2 separate regions of the Takifugu rubripes genome follow, and region 1 is linked to region 2. Evidence: chromatin contacts called from public Hi-C data. All regions are on one chromosome and are shown on one strand. Each heading gives the region's core, a stretch centred on a gene start, on an enhancer-like site or on the middle of the called end of the contact. The rest is flanking DNA. Distances are from core to core; before and after follow the strand shown. Region 1 holds the start of irx5a (iroquois homeobox 5a). Region 2 holds the start of irx3a (iroquois homeobox 3a).

The links. A called contact is a pair of places that touch in the nucleus more often than the background predicts.
Region 1: a contact with region 2 is called in a Hi-C map of an unstated tissue, with 9 times the contacts expected there. The contact joins the promoter of irx5a here to the promoter of irx3a in region 2. A contact is called at or near these places in 2 of 2 Hi-C or Micro-C datasets (muscle and an unstated tissue).

Annotation. Positions count from the first base shown.
Region 1 is chr13:8,917,076-8,920,726 of fTakRub1.2, forward strand. It overlaps irx5a (iroquois homeobox 5a), which reads left to right and starts at 1,484. Exons shown (of 3, transcript XM_003969530.3): 1 at 1,484-2,198; 2 at 2,950-3,355. The coding sequence starts at 1,956. It overlaps LOC115252077 (a long non-coding RNA gene), which reads right to left and starts at 1,327. Exons shown (of 3, transcript XR_003890514.1): 1 at 1-1,327.
Region 2 is chr13:8,747,796-8,751,470 of fTakRub1.2, forward strand. irx3a (iroquois homeobox 3a) reads right to left here and starts at 1,997. Exons shown (of 2, transcript XM_003969553.3): 1 at 1,493-1,997; 2 at 1-1,028. The coding sequence starts at 1,711.

The sequences.
Region 1 (3,651 bases), core at 234-2,733, 170 kb after region 2:
TTTTGATCGCGTCTTTAACTTGACAACTTTCAGTACCCGCGGATCCAGGTAGTTGTCCTCGTCCGGCGAAAAGTTCCGGCAATTGGCTGGTTTGTCTGCTCAACAGGAGACTCTGCAACCAGTTCTCATCGTATCACTGACATCTGATTTGGTGAAACAGTGGGGTCGCTTTGTGTATTCATCATTATTTCTTTAATTTCCCTCTTTCTCTCTCTCTCCTTTTTGGAAGTGTGCGCCTATGCTCTCACTCCACCAGCGTCATCTCTCTTCTCTCGAGAGATTTTCAGAACGTGTTAAAAAAAAGAAAAGAAAACACGTGACAGCGTGTGCACACACTCTTTAGCAGCGCCTACAGCGATCCCTTTCGGTTTATCTGAGACTTGAACTGCAAAGTCAATCAGCAGAAGAAGAAGATTGGCTGTAAATGATCTCATTTTCAAATTTGTAAAACAAGAGAATAATTTGAAAACGCATAAAACGATACTCTTGTTTATAGTGTAGTTTAATGCTGTGGAAATATTACAAAATTAAACAGGCCTGACGCACACGCAAACCCTCGTATTTATAATATATATGTATATAATTTGAGAGATATCTGAAGCCATTTGAATATAAAATTGGGTCGATAACAGAAGCATATTAAATAAATCTGCCCATATATTTCAGCACTGAAACGTATCTGCGGTGATCAAATGAGATTATATCCACTGGTCCAGGCGGATTTGGTGTAGTTGGCACTAATCTGCTCTGGCTTGAGGGTTTATGACTTCATGAGAGTAAGTATCTGACTGGTTTATTCTAGGATCTGTTGCAAAAACTATTTACCGCCGCCTGCAGTAAATCCTTCAAACACAAGTGAGACGCAGAAAAAACATATTGTCACGATTTGAGCAAATATTTCTCACAAAGTTATTAGACACACACACAAAAACTACACATTACTAAGAATTGTGCCACTTTATTGTCTTACTTTTAATTGTCATATCTTACCAAAACAATATTCGTCTGGCGTTAGAATGTCGACGTGAACAATTGGATAATCCATTGCAAACTCCCTTTGCGGATTTTAACTGACGGCGCACGAAGATCACCATTCTTTTGATTTAAAACGCGTATTTAAAAAGAGCTTTTTTACGCGCAGAGAAGCAGTAAAAGGAGAGCAGAGTGGCGTGGCTGTTTCCTGCTGGTATCTCAGCCAATATCCAGGGATATCAGCCGATTAGTTATTGATCAAGTGTGAAAGTGACGGCTTTGAATTAAAAGAGAGGAGGAAAAAAGACTTGTGAGTTGACAGACTCGCGTGATGTCGCCATCCAAAGGGGGGCTCCTAGACGCACTTGAGACTTAAGAGCAACGAGCCTTGTTAAAGGGGAAAAAGAGAAAAGGAGAAAGAGAGGGATTGTTAGTTAACGCGAGAGAGGGATTGGGTAAAGAGGGAGAGGGGGAGGGAGTGAGAGAGAGAGAGAGAGTTACCCAGCATAAGCTTGCCTTCTCCTTCTGACTACACCCCGAGAGGAGGAGCGTCATAGGCGTCGGGATCTTCAATTTTTCAACTTAGCATCTTGGCAGGACATTTTCCCAAGCAAAGCCCCCGTCCGACGGTTAAAAAAAACTTCTACGCGGCTATGTGAGCGGCGGTGCAACTCAGATAAGGGAGCAGCAAAAACGAAAACAAATAACAAACAAGCCAGAGCCAGACAGAAATTTCCGACGGACAGTGACTGACTGACGGCGACCGAAATATTCTGCAAAGTATCTAAAGCTTTCTTGATCTGACCACTTTGATTTTTTTTTCTTTCTTTTTTTTTTTTTTTTTTTTTTTGCTCAGACTGTCATTTAGGGGGGAGAACAGGCAGCGGCTCTGCGCACACGGCTCTATGCGCGCCGACAGCAGCGCTTGAAAAATAGAGGGGAAAGTGCGCAAGTTAAGTGGCTTTTACTCTCCGGGCTCCAGCATGGCGTATCCTCAGGGCTACTTGTACCAGCCGTCCGCTTCTCTCGCCCTGTATTCGTGTCCAGCGTATAGCACCAGCGTCATATCAGGACCCAGGACCGAGGAACTTGGCCGATCCTCTTCGGGATCTGCTTTTGCGCCCTATGCTGGATCTACTGCGTTCACCAGCGCCTCGCCAGGCTACAACTCCCATTTACCCTACAGTGCAGACGCAGCGGCAGCTGCCACATTCACCTCGTATGTGGTGAGTAAACTAAAGGTGATTACTGCAAAATAATATTTTGTAGAACCTGTGAATACGTTGTTGACTGAGCCCTAGAGTGTCAGTTGCGCGTTCAGAAACAGTCAATTTGTAGGTAGGATTTCGGTCCCCAGCAGTGCGTGGGTATTAGGTAATATTCCACAATGCCAGGTCGGTTGGCAAATAAAGTGTTGTGCTATCGGAGTAAAGTGGGGATTGTTAAAAGAAGACAATTTTCCATCGAAAGGCACTTACCGAAAAGCGCTGTAAGGTGTCATTCAAAAGCTTTTTCCCATTTGATGCTCCAGGTGTAAAAAGTTAAAGTACTACACTTTGGACTGAAGGTGCGTGGAATGCTCTCAGGGAATAGAATAAAAACAACAGGCCTGTTTACAAAGACTGATCGCAGAACAGGCGGCGACAGAACGTCAGGCCCCTTTTCTATTATGTCACTTTTTTCATTGAAAAATTCTTTAGTTCAATCTAATTGCAAGCGGAACAGCTGTGCGTGCTGCTGCCACGCAAATCATTTTTGGCGACATGTATAACATTTCAAACACCCAATTGGAAGATATATTAAATATATATATATATATTATTAAAAATATTTAAAACCGAAATGAACCTGTGTATCTATCCCTGCGTGTGCTTGGATGAATGTGTGCACAGTTGTTCATGTCCTAACGATTTTATTAGATGACTGAGAGAAAACTTTGGCATATTTTGATCAGTTATGCTTGGTTTTTATTCCCAGAGTTCCCCTTATGATCACACGAGCGGTATGGCCGGGTCAATAGGATATCACCCTTACGCGACACCTCTGGGCACCTACCCTTACGGTGACCCAGCATACCGTAAAAACGCAACCCGGGACGCCACCGCCACCCTTAAAGCATGGCTCAACGAGCACCGCAAAAACCCCTACCCGACCAAGGGGGAGAAGATCATGCTGGCCATCATCACCAAAATGACCCTCACCCAGGTGTCCACCTGGTTCGCCAACGCCAGGAGGAGGTTAAAGAAGGAGAACAAGATGACCTGGACCCCCCGGAACCGCAGCGAGGACGAGGAGGAGGACGAGAATATTGATTTGGAGAAAAACGACGACGACGAGCCGAATAAGCCCACAGACAAGGGAGACTCGACAGACACAGAAGCAGGTCGGTGGTGCACGAAAATTAAAGAAAGGAAAATCATCAATTTTTCATAGCAGTCGTTTCCACTCAGGGTGCAAAATTGATTGCTGGTTAATGGTGGTATATTATTTATAATGGGACAATTGCTTTAAATAATAATCACCTTGAAGTCCCCTCGTTTGACTTCCCAGGCGGTGAAATTGCTGGTGACGCACGGTGTTTAGCAGTCAATTCATCTTTAACAGCGTGATAAAGATGCAGCTGGTGAATTTCCGGCTAAAAGAATATTGCCTGTGAATGATAATTACACTCGAGTTTTG
Region 2 (3,675 bases), core at 747-3,246:
GAACTGGGACTCTTGTTCTCCGAGTGCCTGCTGCTGTAGAGGGCCAGGCCGGTGGCTGTGGCCTGGTTCGCCAGTCCCAGGTAGTGATTCGAGTTCAGTAAAGCCAGCTGATGCGCCGAGAAGGCTCGATTGGTCCAGTTCTGGATTTTCCCAACGGGACAAGAAGAGATGAGTCTGTGCGGGCCGATTAGGGTCTGCGCGGCTGGTCCTGCGGGGCTGCTGCCGTTCATCTGCGGCGACTTCCGCGGATTGTCGGGGGCCGTGGCTGTCTCTGCCAAAGACCAGATCTTTGGCTTCTGGGCCGGGGCAGCGTTATTTTCTGAGGGAGGCGAGCCAGCGGACACCGGGTTGAGTTTGAGCTGTTCTCCGTTCGGTTGGGGAGGTTTGGTGTCCAAAGAAGCGTGATGATGATGGTGGTGGTGGTGGCTGTGGAAGTGCTCCGCTCCTCTTTCCACGTCTTTGCCCTCTTTCCCCACCGCTTTTAGAAACCTCTGGTCGGGCCCTTGTAAATCCTCATAGCCGTCAGAAATCTCAGAGTCACTCCTGCCGTCTAGTTTAATGTCTGAATGCAGGTCGTCCTGGTCGTCCAAGTCGTCCTTGCTCTCAATATTTTCCGTGTCGATGTTCTCCAAGTCGATCTCCTCCTCGTCCTCCCTCTTGTCCCCCTCCTCCCCCTCGTGATCACTCGAGTAAACATTTCCCTCTTCGTCGGTGCGGTTCCGGGGGGTCCAGGTCATCTTGTTCTCCTTCTTTAACCTCCTGCGGGCGTTGGCGAACCAGGTGGACACCTGGGTGAGGGTCATCTTGGTGATAATGGCCAGCATAATCTTCTCGCCCTTGGTTGGATACGGGTTCTTGCGGTGCTCACTGAGCCAGGCCTTCAAAGTGCTGGTGCTCTCCCTGGTGGCATTTTTGGGTCTGGACGGGTCACCAAATTGATACTGGCCATATGGGTAAAAAGCAGGGTGATGATGGGCAAATCCTGGGTGCTGGACACCAGGACTGTCTTTCAGTTCATACTGAGCACCCTGAAAATACAGATAGGGCGAGAGAGAGTTTAGACTAAAATATAAATAGACAACGTTATAATTAAAACGCTTAATAGTTTAATAACAGCACCTAAAGACAGGAAGTAATAAAAAATAAAATGCAAATTAACAAACCATGTCATGATGCATTTCGTCACAGGTAACATTAAACAGGTTTAGAAAAAGACACTTGAAATCGAAATATTTCACTTTCACACCAGCAGAGTAAAAACATCCGCGTTATTGTTTATCTTGAGTTTCGGAAGCGAAAATTATATGTTAACAATAAACCCAAACATTTCGTTAATATGTTTCACTTTAACCACTTTAAACCTTTTGGGCTTTTAAAGGCAAAGTTCGCCGTGGCGCTGTAAAAGTTGAATTACCGACAGGCCCGTGGCTTCTATTTCTCAGACTACAATTCAAAAGTTCGGAGTTGTTTTAAAAGGAGGAGAGTGACTCACCAGTTGATTGAAAATGGATATATCGTTAGAATAAGGGAGGAACGCTCCGTAGCCCTGCGCTGCTGCTGCGAAGGGGGATCCATACATCGTGGAGAGGACGTTGGAGAGCGCGCCGGAGGGACTGAGCTCTGTCCCGGACCGAGCATTACCGGCGATCCCCTGGCGCTCCGGCGGGTATATCGGTCGGATGTACTGATATCCCAGCTGGGGGAAAGACATGGCGGTAGGAAAAATGGGAGAAAAAGTCTGCCGCGATCACACAAAGCAAGGGAATTGCTTGGAAATCCACTTTTAAAGTGTGAGCATGTGAGCGACAAAAGGTGCAGGCAGGCGGACTGGGTATGTCCCCGGGAAGAGCCACTGTAAACGATCCGGGCGCGCCACTTATTTCTCCCTCTTCTTCGTCTATTTCCACCCTCACTTCCCTATTGATCTGGATGGACTAAGGTCAGGTCCTTACAGATTGCTTTAGATTATTGGGACTCCCTAGCTCAGATTGACATTTCTAGTCGTTTAGAAGCCCCTCCTATTCCTCAAATCTCTCCCCCTACACACACCAAACAGCCTCTCTCTCTCCCTCTCTCCCTCCCTCCCTCTCTCTCTCTCTCTGACGTCGCGGGCTGTTATTTGAATGGAGTTTCAAATCTCATTTTATGGCTTGCCAATCTATTTCATTCGTTATTTGTTCGCATCCAAACTTACTCTTTTCCGGCGTTTTCTTCTTTTTCGCTTTCGTGCGCACTTCTGGCCGTTTGCTCAGCAGTAAGCATTTCGGTGTCAGTGACTGATTAACTTTGTTTGATTTGGCTGCACTTTCCTCTTAAACATCAACAGAAGAAACTTTTCCTTCTTCCTAAAAAAAAAAGATCCACCTATAAAGACCGCAAATGAGATCAAAAGAATAAAACCGGGCGAGGAAATCTGAATTTTGAAGACGCTGAAAGTCACTTTTCTCTCTCATGATCTGGAAGTTTTCGCACGGTGCACAGAATGGATGTTTTACAATCATAAAAACAAACCTTTACAAAAACAATCTTTTTGGCCGTCGTAATAATACACACGCACCACAAACCAACAAAATAAATAAAAACCTGTGCAGGACGGCGCCTACAGCTTTACTTTAGACGCGGGTGTAAAACTGCACTCTTCACCCGGTTTAAGGTGTTGGGGGCAACGGGTGGAAGGAAAATCGGACTCCTCTCATTATTTAATTTGAAACATCAAACGGATTCACGTATTACTGCTTGACACCAGAGAAGCGGCCGATGATTGGCGCATAAGGCCGTTAATGAAGCGCAAGTCAGCAGCGGTGATAGGATGAGAGAAGAACACTTGAGTGGATTGGGGTTAAGTAAAATGTTTATTCCGTCCCCCCCAAAAAACCCCGACAATACAAGACTAAAAAACAACACTAATAATAATAATAATAATAATAATAATAATAATAATAATAATAATAATAATAATAATAACAATAATAATAATAATAGGGCTTTTGGAATTGTGACAAACAAAACGATCATCTTTTTTCGCAAATCCATTTTATAATTTAGACTCAGCCTGATTCTTGCTGTAAATAATGCGGCTTAAGAATAAAACAAGGCAGACCGAATTAAAATTCCACGAATCAATACATCAAAGTATGGAGGGGACAGCTATAATCGCATTCCAACCCCATTTTTCTACCAGCATCTGTTTTGTTAATCGTTTGCAAAACAGCTCCAGAGGTTGAATTATGATTTGAATACGGTGGGAGTCTTAATGCGTTATTGACAGCTGGGGGAAGTCTAATCAATCCCTGTTTAGTTTTTGATAATGCGATCCGGGTTCCAAGAACTCTGAACTTGTATAAACCTTTAATCTTCTTTTAAAGCAGATAGTTATCATTGTCTGGGAGGGATAATAGCAGCTATAATTTCTTATACAGAGCTACCCATCAGGATACGCCTTGTTTCTGTAAAACGAATCTCTGCGTGTTTCGCGCCGTCATCCACTCCAACCCGGATTATGGGGTTATTAATTAGAGCGGCTGGCTGGTGCCATCCGACCGGAATTGTAATCTCGCTTCATGCGCGCGCACGCACGCACACACACACACACACACACACACACACACACACACACACACACACACACATACACACACACACACACACACACACACACACACACACACACACACA